4 separate regions of the Mus musculus genome follow, and all the other regions are linked to region 3. Evidence: chromatin contacts called from public HiChIP or PLAC-seq data. All regions are on one chromosome and are shown on one strand. Each heading gives the region's core, a stretch centred on a gene start, on an enhancer-like site or on the middle of the called end of the contact. The rest is flanking DNA. Distances are from core to core; before and after follow the strand shown. Region 1 holds the start of Scnn1a (sodium channel, nonvoltage-gated 1 alpha). Region 2 holds the start of Tnfrsf1a (tumor necrosis factor receptor superfamily, member 1a). Region 3 holds the start of Ndufa9 (NADH:ubiquinone oxidoreductase subunit A9). Region 4 holds the start of Fkbp4 (FK506 binding protein 4).

Evidence for each region. HiChIP or PLAC-seq counts read pairs in DNA pulled down with a chosen protein or histone mark.
Region 1: a contact with region 3 is called in an HNF4G HiChIP or PLAC-seq map of pancreatic cancer cells. The contact joins the promoter of Scnn1a here to the promoter of Ndufa9 in region 3. A contact is called at or near these places in 1 of 39 promoter capture datasets (hippocampal neurons) and 1 of 115 datasets of contacts at active chromatin or transcription factors (pancreatic cancer cells).
Region 2: an H3K27ac HiChIP or PLAC-seq map of embryonic stem cells shows a contact between it and region 3, with 4 times the contacts expected there. The contact joins the promoter of Tnfrsf1a here to the promoter of Ndufa9 in region 3. A contact is called at or near these places in 1 of 39 promoter capture datasets (hippocampal neurons) and 1 of 115 datasets of contacts at active chromatin or transcription factors (embryonic stem cells).
Region 4: a FOXA1 HiChIP or PLAC-seq map of pancreatic cancer cells shows a contact between it and region 3. The contact joins the promoter of Fkbp4 here to the promoter of Ndufa9 in region 3. A contact is called at or near these places in 1 of 39 promoter capture datasets (pre-B cells), 3 of 115 datasets of contacts at active chromatin or transcription factors (large pre-B cells, pancreatic cancer cells and thymic regulatory T cells) and 1 of 9 other capture datasets (liver).

The regions. Positions count from the first base shown.
Region 1 is chr6:125,319,813-125,323,085 of GRCm38.p6, forward strand. Scnn1a (sodium channel, nonvoltage-gated 1 alpha) reads left to right here and starts at 1,528. Exons shown (of 12, transcript NM_011324.2): 1 at 1,528-2,562. The coding sequence starts at 2,069.
Region 2 is chr6:125,348,261-125,351,488 of GRCm38.p6, forward strand. Tnfrsf1a (tumor necrosis factor receptor superfamily, member 1a) reads left to right here and starts at 1,463. Exons shown (of 10, transcript NM_011609.4): 1 at 1,463-1,802. The coding sequence starts at 1,764.
Region 3 is chr6:126,847,836-126,851,086 of GRCm38.p6, forward strand. Ndufa9 (NADH:ubiquinone oxidoreductase subunit A9) reads right to left here and starts at 1,309. Exons shown (of 11, transcript NM_025358.3): 1 at 1,229-1,309. The coding sequence starts at 1,277.
Region 4 is chr6:128,436,634-128,440,032 of GRCm38.p6, forward strand. Fkbp4 (FK506 binding protein 4) reads right to left here and starts at 2,023. Exons shown (of 10, transcript NM_010219.4): 1 at 1,773-2,023; 2 at 1-81. The coding sequence starts at 1,877. Gm10069 (predicted gene 10069) reads left to right here and starts at 2,124. Exons shown (of 5, transcript NR_028593.1): 1 at 2,124-2,754; 2 at 2,882-3,063.

The sequences.
Region 1 (3,273 bases), core at 278-2,777, 1.5 Mb before region 3:
GTCTTCAGGGTGTCGCTTGAAATGAGTCCCTCCAGGGTGTCACTTGAAATGGGTCCCTCCTGTTGCTTCCCCCACTGTCCCCCAGCACTTGGTTCCTATCCCTGCCTCCAGACCCCTCATCTCCCTGTATGTCAACTACCTGTTGCTTTCCATAAACCTCTGTGGCTGCTTTGGTCTGTGTCTGTAGGTCTGGAGCACAGAGAACACCCCTGTCTGTTGTTCCTGCTGCTGGAGAGAGGGTAGGAAGAGCCAGTGAGCACACTGGAGCACTGGGTGGCTGCCCTCTCCAGGGCTCAAGTGGCACTATCACTAGCAAGCTCTGCAGGACCTGGGCTATGTGGATGGCTCTCCCATGACTCTTCACTCTTTCTTTTGGGGGTGTGAGCCTTTGAGGCTGTCACACCTGTGTGGTCCCTGCTTGCATCTGTCTCCTCTAGCTAGGGTAGCTTGAGGGAGAGTTTGGAGAAAAACACAGCCTGGATGAAAGAGCTTCCACTTCTTTCTAGGACAGCGTGCCCACCCTCCTTGCCCTAGATACCAGTATAGACACAGCTTGTGTTCTCTTCCAGGGTCTGCCATCCCTGCCTGTCCCAGGGCTCTTGGTCTGTGCCCACAGAGCTCTGCCTGGCCCCCATGTACATGTTACCTCTGGTGCCCACATTCCTGCAACCCTGTGACCACAACAGGGGACATTACACATTCCTGGCCTATCAGCCAATAGTGTCAAAAAGAACAGAATGTCCTAGGACCTGGCCCAGCCCCCTACTTCACCTGGGCCCCTCCCTCCCAGGCCTGGACAGGGCCAGGTAGATGGGGTGAGAAGTTCAGAGGGAAGGGGATGGGGAAGAAGATGGTGGGGGCCAGCAGGTGCTCCCAGTTTTGGGGGACCCATTCTCTTTTTCCTCCAGGACCCTGGGTGTGAGGCTGACCTGGGATGACCTTGAGGGACCTCAATCAGAAGGGACCCTGGTTTCTGAAATTTCACCTAGATTTCCTTTCCCCTAGCCATCTTGCCTGACAGGAGAGTCCCTTTGGAGCTGGCTCCCTCCTCTTCCTCCTCCTTCATCTTCCCTCAGCTCTTTGCACAGTCCTCCTCAGTCTGTCTCTCTTTTCTGCCTTCCCTGTTCTCCTGGTTTCCCCACCTACTCTCGGCGATCCTCCTTCCGCTTCTGCCTTCCTGGCTTTTGCGTGTAGAATCCTTCCTCTCTTCTCCGGTTCTCTGAGCCTCACCTGTCTTCTGCCCCTAGTCTCTTTTTCAGTCAGTTCGCCATCAATCCCTGGCCGAAACTCTTCAGCAGGTACCTGGTTCACCTGTCCCCCAAGAGCCCTCCTCCCTGGAGAGCTCCCAGACCAGACTCCTCCTCCGATCCTCCCTCTGCCCTGCTCACCTTTAATTGAGATGCTAATGAGGCTTCTGTCGCTCCCATCCTTGCCCGTGGCCGACGGGCGGTCTCTGGAGCCAGGCACTGCACCTGTCAGGTGAGAGGGTGGAGAGGCTCGGCTGCCAGATTTAACTGGAAAGGAACCAGTCACAGCCCAGCCACACCTGGAGCCGGGAGCAGGAGGCAGCTCCGGCCTCCTGCAACCCACGGTCCCCGAGGCAGAGAAGGAGGTAGCAGGGAGCTGGAGGCCAGGGCTAGAGAGCCTAGAGAAGAGGACCCAGGAGGAGATAGGGAAGGCAGGAAAGGAAGTGAGGCAGGATCAGAGAGCCTGGCACAGAGAGGGAGACCCAAAGAGAAGCGGGAGTCAGCTGGGCCAAGAGGGCGTGAAAGCCGGAGAGTCAAACAGTCCGGGAGGAAAAAGGGGCAAGAGGGAGAGGCGCTAAGCCAGACAGGGTGCCTGCTGTGGAGACCCAGGGAGGCGCTAGCGGGCAAACGAAGGTGGCCTTCGCTGTGACCACTTCGCTCTGTGGCCACTCCAGTGAAGCTCCGTGCTGCCTGGTTGGCCCCAACTCCAGAAGGTCAGCTGGCTCCTGGAGAGGTGGAGGAGGGTGGGAGGACTGAGGAAGAGGGAACTCAGCGTGGGATGCGGGCACCGTCACGGACGGCCCCATTCTGCCTCCATACTAATGATGCTGGACCACACCAGAGCCCCTGAGCTCAACCTTGACCTAGACCTTGACGTCTCCAACTCACCGAAGGGATCCATGAAGGGCAACAATTTCAAGGAGCAAGACCTTTGTCCTCCTCTGCCCATGCAAGGACTGGGCAAGGGGGACAAGCGTGAAGAACAGGCGCTGGGCCCGGAACCCTCAGAGCCCCGGCAGCCCACCGAGGAGGAGGAGGCACTGATCGAGTTCCACCGCTCCTACCGGGAGCTCTTCCAGTTCTTCTGCAACAATACCACCATCCACGGTGCCATCCGCCTGGTGTGCTCCAAGCACAACCGCATGAAGACGGCCTTCTGGGCGGTGCTCTGGCTCTGCACCTTCGGCATGATGTACTGGCAGTTTGCTTTGCTGTTCGAGGAATACTTCAGCTACCCCGTGAGTCTCAACATCAACCTCAATTCGGACAAGCTGGTCTTCCCTGCCGTCACTGTGTGCACCCTTAATCCTTACAGGTCAGTCGCAGAGAGAGGGGTGGCTCAATGCTAGTGCATGGGTTTAGCGTGCACAGGGCCCCGAGTTCTACACTCAGCAGCACAAAAGCAAGCAAGCCGGAGAGCAAACAAAAGTGGTCATGGAGCTGTGAGGCCAGAGAGCTGAGAGGTCAAGGCCTTGCAGGTGCTATAGAGGTGGATAAGATCTTTGTGCAGAGGGGATATTTGCTGTGCTGGGGAGTAGGCACCATGGGAGTGGGATGAAGAGTAGGAGAGTGGAATGGAAAAGAGGTCCATCGTCAGCTGTCCCCGAAGTCTCCTGCTGACCTGTGCAGGGGATCACCACTCAGCTGCCCTACCCGCCTGCCCAGGTCTCTGACCTTTAAGGGCTTTGCTGTGTTCTGAAGTTTTGGGTTTCATCAATGCTCTTTGCCAGTTTGGGTCTGGAAACTGCACTGTTACCATGGTGAAGAGAGGCGGGCAGGGCTGGGTGTTTGTACACACATACCATTTCGTCCGCACTCAGCTATGCCACACATTGAAAACGTCCGTCAAGCCAGACGGTGCCAGGCACCCAGCAGAAGAGGATTGTGCTAATTCAGCGAGCTTTATGGAGGGCCAGGTACTTGAATAGGTCCTGGAGACGGGAAAAGCTACAACAAGGTAGGAGGGGTAGGCGTGTGAACAAATATAGCAACACACCGTGATTAGCACAATAAAAACTCGGAGTTG
Region 2 (3,228 bases), core at 213-2,712, 1.5 Mb before region 3:
CACATACCCACACACACCATTTCTTTTTCCTGGCTTGCTCCCATTGAAAACTGGCCAGTCTGATAGAGGGGGGTGAGCTTCCAGCAGCAGGGACACCTCCAGCTGGTCTTCCGCTCTGCCTTCAGGGTCACAGAGGAGAGGAGACAGCAGGGTTAGGATACTGGAGGTTGGAAGTCAGGGTAGCTCACAGGGAGAAGGGCCAGGAGCTCTGGTTCCAAGTCCCCAAGCCCTATGCCCCTATTCCTGGGTTTTCCCTCCAAGTCTCAAAGTCTCAGCTGCTTTTAAAGGACCGCAGGTTGGTTGAACTGGCATGCATAAAGAAGGTCATTGAGTCTCAAGGGCACTCGAGTGAATAGTGTCCGGGTGTTACAGGGTTCCATTGCACTGAAGACCTGCCCAAATGGGGATGGCAGGAGGCAGCCATCCCTAGTAAGGGATGCTATCAGAAGGTAAGGTCTTACTCAAAAGGACAGAGAGAACTGTGGGCCTTGCAGTAGGAGCTCGGCTGGCATCCTGATTCTCCGAGATCAGCCTCCCAGTGTGCAGAGTCCCGTGGCTTTTTCCTCACCCCTAAAGCTACAGACTGTGGTATAACTATCTTTGAGGTCAGTCCCAACGGATGCATCAGGATATCTAGAGCTGGGTGTGGTGGTGCACACCTGTAGTCTCAGCAGGTAGGAGGTGGGAGGATGAGAAGTACAAGGCCAGCCTCAGCTAGACAGTGAGTTTGAGGCCAGCCGGCTTGGGCTAAATGAAACCCTATTTCACACAGGTTGGAAAGGGGGCCCTGGGAGCCCTTTACAGAAGCCTGAATTCTCATGGCTTCTCTTTGCTATGTCAGGGCAGGCACTTTTCACTCCAAATTAACAACTGGGGAGACAACCAAGGCTTAGGAGAGGGTGCTGCCTGACACCCCCTCACCCGTGCCCCACCGTTGGTGACCGAGCCATGGTGGGCAGCTGAGGGACTTGTCTGGAAGACACAGATGAGAGTCAGTGGGAGTGACCTTGGGTCAGGACCCAGGCAGGGTAGAAAAGAACATTTGATTTCCCTCCCGGTTTGGGCTGACTGGGTAAACGTCCAAGAAAGTGCGATTAGAGGGAACTCAGAGGGAGGGAGAGCGCGAAGCAAAGGAGTTCTCGGCGGGCGAGCATCAGATATTGCCCTCCCCCTAATAACTCCCGCCTGCCGTCCCGTGAGATAGGTGGGCTGGCTTCCTTCCGTGAAATTGACAACAGGCTTAGAGGGGTTAGTCCACCGGTCTAAGCTCACCCACTTCAAAAGCAAAGGAGTCCGAACTGGAATTCTGTGGACTCTCAAGCTCTTAAGTGGTGTTAAGTGGGTTTGGGGCGCCAAGCTACGGGACCCGGGCTACAAAGCGTTAAAGAACCTTGGCCCTCTCCTCACTCCTCCTAGTTCCCTCCCTCCTCCTCCCTCGCCTCTCCCCAGGCTCTTCCGGTCCCGCTCTTGCAACACCACCCCCGCCACTCTCCCTTCCCCTCCTACCTTCTCTCTCCCCTCAGCTTAAATTTTCTCCGAGTTTTCCGAACTCTGGCTCATGATCGGGCCTACTGGGTGCGAGGTCCTGGAGGACCGTACCCTGATCTCTATCTGCCTCTGACTTTCAGCTTCTCGAACTCGAGGCCCAGGCTGCCATCGCCCGGGCCACCTGGTCCGATCATCTTACTTCATTCACGAGCGTTGTCAATTGCTGCCCTGTCCCCAGCCCCAATGGGGGAGTGAGAGGCCACTGCCGGCCGGACATGGGTCTCCCCACCGTGCCTGGCCTGCTGCTGTCACTGGTGAGATGGGAGACTGGAGGGGAGGGTGGGTTGCTAGCGAGGCGCCGGGCAGGAGTGGGCTTGTACTAGGGGTAGAGATGGGGGCAGGGGCTTCTGTGCTTTAGTTTGACGCCAGGTTTGCTGTGCCTCACCTGGGGCTGCCCTGAGATGTGGAAGGGAGAAATCTGAGAGGGAGAGAATCTGGCAAGCCAAGCTGGCAAGCCTGGGCCCCTGACAGTCAAGGTCCTGGCCCGTGTTGGGCTGTGGTCAGGCCAGCTGCTCGGCCAGTGGAGTTAGACGGAGAAGCCTTCTTTCTCTGGCCGAGGTTGAACAGCGTGGGGCAGGGTGTTGGAAGACTGGGTGCTAGGAGAACCGCTTTGGCGGGACGAGTTTGGGAAAGCGTGCTTGGGAGTGGACCCGAAACTGGACAAAGCTGGGCAGCCTTCCGGTCCCAGACTTCTCCCTGAGACAGCCTCTGACCTTCTGCCGCCTCCATTTCTGCTTCCAGACAAGAGGTCCCTCCTGGCGTGACCCTCCTTAAGTAGCTAATACCTCTTTATCTAGGCCATGTATCCTCCTGCTCCCTCCCCACAGACCCAAAAGTCAGTCTCACGGTTTCCAATTCCACAGTTCCAATTGGGGAAGTTGGTAGCAGCTTGTTTTCGTCACTGGAAAATGTACTTTTCTCTGGCCTCGGCCTAGTGTTCATGTTCTCTTGATTTCTGTGTGTCCATAATTATTCTGTGTAGATCCTGGGGGCTCCCTGGCTGTCTGGGTGGGCTGTACCATCGGCGCAGTGTTCTCTGGGTCCTGCCTCTCCCTGGCCCAGCGTTATCCCTGAGACCTGCCTTTTTCTCCCTCCCCTTTCACTCCTCATTCTCTTCTGGTCAGTCTCCAGAGCCTCCTTGCGGGGGTGGGGTGGGGGGGTGGGGGTGGCTCCTTTGTGTCTATTCCCTTCCCTTTCTCTACACACCATTCTAAAGCAGTGGTCCTAGAACCCTGCCTGGGTGTCACCTCCCTTCTCCTGGTCCTGTCCTGTCTCCCAGTCTCTCCTGGGAGACTTGTCAAGGCTGCCCCTCTGGCTGTTCTCCAACTCCCCCACCCACTTAATTCTTTTCTCTTTAGGGGTAGATCACCTGGATTTAGGGCTCAGCCCAGCACCCTTACCCTCATGAACGCAGGCATGTGATGTGACTCCCCCGCTTTTTGTTTCTTTTATTTCCAAAATGTCTACAATGATCAGTACCTCATAGTTGTTATTAAGATTGAGTAGATGGATTTGTGTTAAATATTTATTCATTTCCTTCCCTGCTAGGTCCAATTCAGATTAGGTGAATGATCCCAAAGGGGAGTAAGAAGTATGCCACAAACAGAAAGGACTCAGCTTGGCTTCTCTCTTCTCATCTCTAGCAGTGATACTCGTCACTACTCACGTCACTACTCATTG
Region 3 (3,251 bases), core at 59-2,558:
GACTCCCTAATTAGCAGCTGTTGGACTATCTCTTGCTATTCTGATTATCTGAGCAGAAGACTATCAATCAGCCCTAATGGCAGCACCAGAAACCCTGAATATCAATCACATGGATGCCTTGGGGAAACTACATGAACCAAGCAGCCCTGACTCCTGAAAGCCCCTCCTCGGCCAGGTCACCTCAAACAGTTTGTCCCAGATTTTTATGCTGTTACAACCCAATTCTAGATGACCCTGTACTCATTTCTGAGGTTAGAGAACATGCACAGAGGGCCAACTGTGACTGGTACTAAAGAGGATAGGCTGTGATTGCTCCAAATATCCCTTCTCTGCCTATCTAGCGAGTCTCCCGGGAGACCCTCTTCTGTGCTGTTTTTCCCTGTAGTGTGGCAGAGGGCCTAATAAAAAACTTCTTGGGAATGGCCATGTTTTGTCTACTTTCAGTAGTGTGGGCTCAGTTGGGGACATGAAGAAAGAAGCAATGGACATGGCAAAGAAGTGGTGATGGCTTTAGCAATGGCATAAGGACATCTGACCCCAGCTTAGCGTCTGTTGGAATTTCCTGCTCCCACTACCCTAAGAACAAAAGCTCTTCTACGTGGTCTGACATGAAGCGATTTTGAGAATGACTTGACATTCTGTAACGAGTTTTTTAAAAACACACTATGGAAAACTGTAAGTGAAGCGGGCATGTTTGTGGCGTGGAGAGTGGAAGGGCCGTGAACTGTAACGACTGAATGCTTTGCCTCCCTTGATCTGCAGGTGCAAATGCATGGTTTCGATTTGAGGGCTGTGAACACATTCAATCACGACAGAAGAGTAAATAAACAACGCTGACAAATTCTAAGCGGTCCTTCACTTTTCTTTCCACCCAGCTCCCGACTCTCCACAACCATCTCTCGCTGCTGCAGTCCCTACCGCCACAACCTGACATCTGTGGCGCGGATTCTGATTTCCAGTGCGATCACCACCATGAAGTCAATCGATGTCCTGCCGTCCAAGCCCCCTTTCCCCTGGATAAGTACTCTCTTGGACCGCAACCTTCCCCACAATCCACGCACTATCTCGAACCTGTCAGTGTCCGGGTTCTCCTCGTCCCTCCCAGCTCCTCCAGCTCTCCGTCCCCTTGCCGAGTGCAGTTTCACACATGAGCCAAGAGTATGAGGAAGAAAGGTCATGTTCCCGTCGCCGAATGCAACCCCAAGACCCGGTCCCCGGTGACACTTACGTGACATTGGAAGCGCTCTAACAACCCGAAAGCGGACGGCGGCCGCCATCTTCTCCCACAATGCCTCACGGCCGGTGCTTCCGCCAACTACGGCAACAACGCGGGGTCAAATGGTATCTCAAGGACCTCTCTGCGCAAACGCCAACTGGGAACGGAAGTGGCAGGTTGATGGTTGATAAGAGAGCCTGGGAGTAAAAGCAGAGGAGAGAAAAAGAAAAAGAGGAGGAGAAGGCAGGGGAAAATACAGTCCCGGTTTTGGAATGGGTTGTGAAGACCACCTGATATTTCCGGGGAATCTGCATTTCAGAGTTAACCAAGGACTGACTCAAGGGCATGCAAAATGGCCAGCTTTCAAAGACCCTTTTTCTATGGGCTAATTACCAAAAAGAGTCAGACAGCTCTGCAGGGGTAAGAAGGAAGGGTGCCCCTGCACTCAAGGAGTTGCACGGAGGAAAAAGGTGTAATAGGGTCTGCGTACAGTGTACAAGTGGGGGAGTTAAATAGAAATGCAGAGGCGCCCCCACCCTAAGCCCCTCGCACGCCAACGCCGCCAGGAACATCCTTTTGCAGGGCGTTAGTGTTCACTGTCCCCTTTCATAGAATGCATACTTAGATGTCTGCACCAATTCAATTCCACTCATAGATGACCTCACCAGGGACTTCTGATCACCTTTTCCAACGCGGTGATCAGTCTCTGTGTCGTGAATTTGATTGGCTGGGGTTTATGTGTTTGTTCGGTCGTGAATTTTGTTTATTGAAGCACACTCATCACTAACTGAATTATGAAACGAGAAGTTCTATTTTTGGAATTTTTGAGACAGGGTCTCCCTTTGAAGTCCTAGTTGGCTTCGAACTTGTGGTACAGCTCTCTGCTTCAGGTAGGAGTCACCACCCTGGGCTGATCCAGAGATTTATAAATGGTTTTGAAACGTGAATCACCTGAAATGTGATATAAAATCGCATGCTATGCTTGACATTCAACATATTTTTCTTATGGAAAAACTGCTGGCTTTACCCAGAGCAGCTTTTTTAAAAACTGGGCCTCTTTGAAAATCTGTGTTGTTCTGCAAAGATTTACCTGGAGCCTCGGGATGTTCTGAGAAAATAGAACCACTTGCATTTAAAAATCTTTTTTCAGGCTCTGGTGGTCCCTGCCTATAATCCCAGCTCTTGGAAGGCAGGGACAGGAGGATAGGGAGATCCAGGCCAGCCTAGGTGACCTTGTCTCAAATTTTAAAAAATTAAAAAACTTGATTCCAGTCATCCTCTAGCTATACCTGAGTAAAAGACATGGGCTTGCAAACTGAAGTTCCCAGAAAGAAGCTGCAAGTTCTGAACTTTCTAGAAAGGCTGATTAATTGATTAAAACTGTAATAATAATAATAGAGAAAGGAGTGTTGCAGATCCAAGATTACCCTGGGCTATCCTTAGCCCTCTAAATAGCCATTTATTATCCACCTTTGTGTGTGCCCTATCGTCTTTGTGACCATCACCTGAAAACATTTTAATATATTTATTCACTTTACATCCCAATGTCAGTCCCCTCCCCTTTCTCCTCCCAGTTCCCCCTCACGAAGATCCTACCCCCATTCTCCCCTTCTCCTTTGAGAAGGGGGTGTTCCCCTCTGAGTATCACCCCCACCCCCACACATCTAGTCACTGCAGGCACATCCTTTCTCACCTCGCCGAGGCCAGACAAGGCCAAGGCAGCCCAGTTAGGGGCATGGGATCCACAGGCAGGCAGGCAGGCAAGCAGGCAGGCAGGCAGGCAGGCAGGCAGCAGATTCAAGGACAAGTCTCTAGTTGGGGAAACCATATGAAGACCAAGCTGCACATCTGCTACATATATTCTGGCACATGCTTGCTCTTTGGTTGGTGGTTCAGTCTCTGGGAGCCCCCAAGGGTTCAGGGTAGTTGACTTTGTTGGTCTTCCTGTGGTACCCCTGTCCTCTTTGGGCTGAAACCCTTTGGGGTCTTTAAGGGGATCATTAGCTGCTACTAACCCAGAAGCTGAGACTATCAT
Region 4 (3,399 bases), core at 773-3,272, 1.6 Mb after region 3:
TAGCAGCCAGCCAGTGTAGTGGACAAAGACTCGGTCCCCGATCATGGGTGTCTCTGTGCCTGTACCCTCTCTCTTGATGACCTGGGGGGGAGGGGAAGAGAAGGTGAGTACCTAAGGATGTGGGCAGAAGGGCCCCAACTGCCCATAAGCCCCCCAAAGACACATACTGGATGGACTCGGCTGCACCCACTGCCCCCTGCTTCTTTTCAGCAGGTCCGAGAGCTTAGTCTTCAAATGATGGATACCAGTGATTAGCTTAGATTCAACTAACCTCCCTAGCCATCTCCCTCCAGGTCTTGCTTTAGAGAACTGCATATAATTTGGGTTCAAGTTTTGTCTATGGTTTTGGACAAGTTGCTAAACTATCCAGAACTTATCGGTCAGGCATTGAGGACAACCCCTATCCTCCAGAGGTGTTTGGGGGAAAACAAAAATAAAAACAAAAACCTGATAGAAAGTAGTGGATCACCAGATCAGGGTCTGGTTTGAATAGAAAGGAACAGGAGTAATGAAAAGAAAAAGATCCCCTCAAAACTGGGAAAAAGGAAGGACCAGATTACAGCCGAGCACAAAGGCTCTGTATCAGGCGCTGGAAACTACATGTGGGAAGGGAAACTACCTGTCTGGCAAGCCAAGGAGTCCTTTATCTCTCCTGCGTGTATAGGCAGGCGTCTATTTCTGCTTAACATTCTTATATATGGTGACCCCATAGGAGAGCCAATAGGTAGATATGGAACCCATCCTCTAAGGCTTCCTTGATAAGAATGTACAGGGCCCCGCGAAGGAATGGAGGATAAAAGAGGAACAGACCCCGTCTGGGAATCAGAACCTAGCGCAAAGGAGAAAGGGCCACATGTTCACGGGGAGCAGCAAGAGTTGAGGTAAAAAGCCAGGAGCATTTCTGGACCAACGAGGCTCCCTAAGGTCTCTGGTTTGCACAAGCCACACACACTAGAAACTGAGCAATGGGACTCACGGAGGAGAAACAATGGATGCAGGGAGACATGCAATGCAGGTTAGGATTTCACCGTCCTGGACTGCTGGCAGAACCTGCTCTGAAACGGCGTCCATTGTCCCGACCCGGGTCAGGGCGCCCTCCCCCTCGCTCCTCGGGCTATTTGCAGTCAGGCGATTAGTGAGCCGCTGGCTCTAAGGCAATGCACCTCCCCCCATGGCCAGCACCCAGTACCCCCCAACTCAGAAAGACTCAGGAGGGGCAGGCGAGGAACTACAGGTCCCGGCATGCATCGCTCTCGCTCTCCCCGGGCCGAGAAAGGGGGCACAGCATGGCCGAGCCCGTGACCTCGCTGGATCTCGGCGATTGCAAAAGGGGCGCAGAAAGGCACAAAGGGCTTTGGGCCAGGAACCTGCTCCCGGGAGCCGTTTCAGGTCCTAGCTAATGTTTAACTTTCAAGTGGGCGAGCCCTGGCGCACCTTCGTCCAGGTGGACGGCGCACGCTGCGGCCGAGGGGTTCCCGGGAGGCGAGGCCTGAGTCCCTCGGCGCGCCCGAGCCTCGTGCACCCCGCCCGGGCCCCCTGGCAGCGGCTCTCGCGCTCCGCTCCGCCCCTCTCAGCCGCACAGTGCAGCCGGATCGAGTTGGCGTTGCAGTGGGGGCTTCTTCCCGGACCCGGGCCGCACCCTCCGGAGCGTGCAGCCGCCGTGCCGTTTTCAGGGCTGCAGCCTGCGCAGGGAAGACGAATCCCCCCCATCCTCCGGCCGCGGTACCCCCAAGGCCCATGAGCCTGCAGCCGAGGACTCCGCGGCCCCTCACCTTGAGCACGCCCTCGTCCTGTTTGGGGCTGATGTCCACTCCTTCGAGAGGCAGGGGCGCCGACTGCGCCCCGTTCTCCGCCGCCTTCATCTCCTCGGCGGTCATGGCCGCTGGGCGCACCGTTGGCTGCGAGAGTGTGGCAAGCGCGAGCACGGCACTCTGGCCGCCGACCGGAGTGAGCGACGGGGCGGCGTGCGGCGGAAGGCGGCGCTGCCCACCTCGAACCGCGCTCCAGGCTCGCGCACCCGGCTATCCGCGCGCTCGCCGGCGGCGGCCGAGTGGGGTGACGCCGAGGGGCGGGCCTGGCGCGGCCCGGCCTGCAATTGGTCCCCTCCGCCTCGGGGGCGGGGCAGGGAGGAGCGGCACGAGCGGGCTGCAAAGGGGCGGGAGCGGAGAACTTTCTAGAGAAGCGGTTAAACGGGTTGAGGCTCTTGGACTGAGGGTACTGGAGTGGTTTGGTTTTTTTGTTTGTTTGTGTCGTTTTTGTTAAGATTTGCTTTTCTGGTTGATGGCCCCTAGGAGTGCCCTCCTCCTACACCAGGACCTCTGGGATCACAATCTTCCCTATGTCGTTCCGCCCCACCCCCACCCTTACCCCACCCCTCTGCCCGCGTCTAAGCGATTTTTCCAGATCCTTCTCTATCCTCAGGACTCCAAGTGGCGAGCCTCCCAAGTCCGGGCCTGCCTCGTGGCCGGCCCTGCTCACCCAGGCCCACAGCGGAATAGCTGGAGACAGGCAGTCAGATGTGAAGTGGCAAAGATCGGCCTCCCGTGATTGTGCCACAGATGCCCATGGTTCCAGGCGTGGGCACCTGAGCAGTGTGGGAAAGAGAGGTCGAGGGATTGAAAGTGTGGGCCCCGTAGGGACAGTTTCAGCCCAGGTGCACAGATCGGACACAACTTTGCCCTCCCTGCAGCCTGGCAGGCCCACCGCAAAAATGCCATGAGCAGATTTATAAGAGCCATAGACTTGTAAGTGGAGGTACGTGTGTTAAAATTCCTTTTCTCCCACCATACTAATCAGCCTTTTTTGGTTAGTACTGGCACACAAAATGGTTTCAGCTCACGCGAAAAAAAAATTTTTTCCCCCTTCCCCCTCTTTACTAAAGGTGAATAGGAAGGAAGGTTTTCTCAACCTGCTCGCTGCTCCTATGAGATGCCTGTGGAGTTCTGAGTCTGTGTGGCTAAAACCATGAAGTTCTGATTACCGGAACAGTGCTGGCTTGATGGAAGATCTGTCTGGAGAGGTCCTGACTCTGCCCAGCAGTTTAGTACCCAGTTATACAGCCTGGTGAGTGCTATCAGACCTGCCTATTGTATTATTGGCTTTGCGAGTTTTCATTCCAGTGTAATGAACTTTTTGTCTCTGTGTGCCCAGCATGGTGCTGTTCGTGGTCCAACGCAAGTGATGGCGTTTAAGTAGGCAATAAGCTAGTTATTATATGGTGCCTGCGAGATGGCTCAGTGGATGTTGGTGCTTTTGAAAGTCTTTAGACCTGGGTTTTATCCCTAACACCCACAGTATTGAGAAAACCCCTTCAAAGTTGTCTTTTGACATCCACACTTGTGCCCTATTATCCCTCCCAAAGAAGTGAAATAATAATAACCCTTATTATGATGGTTTAAG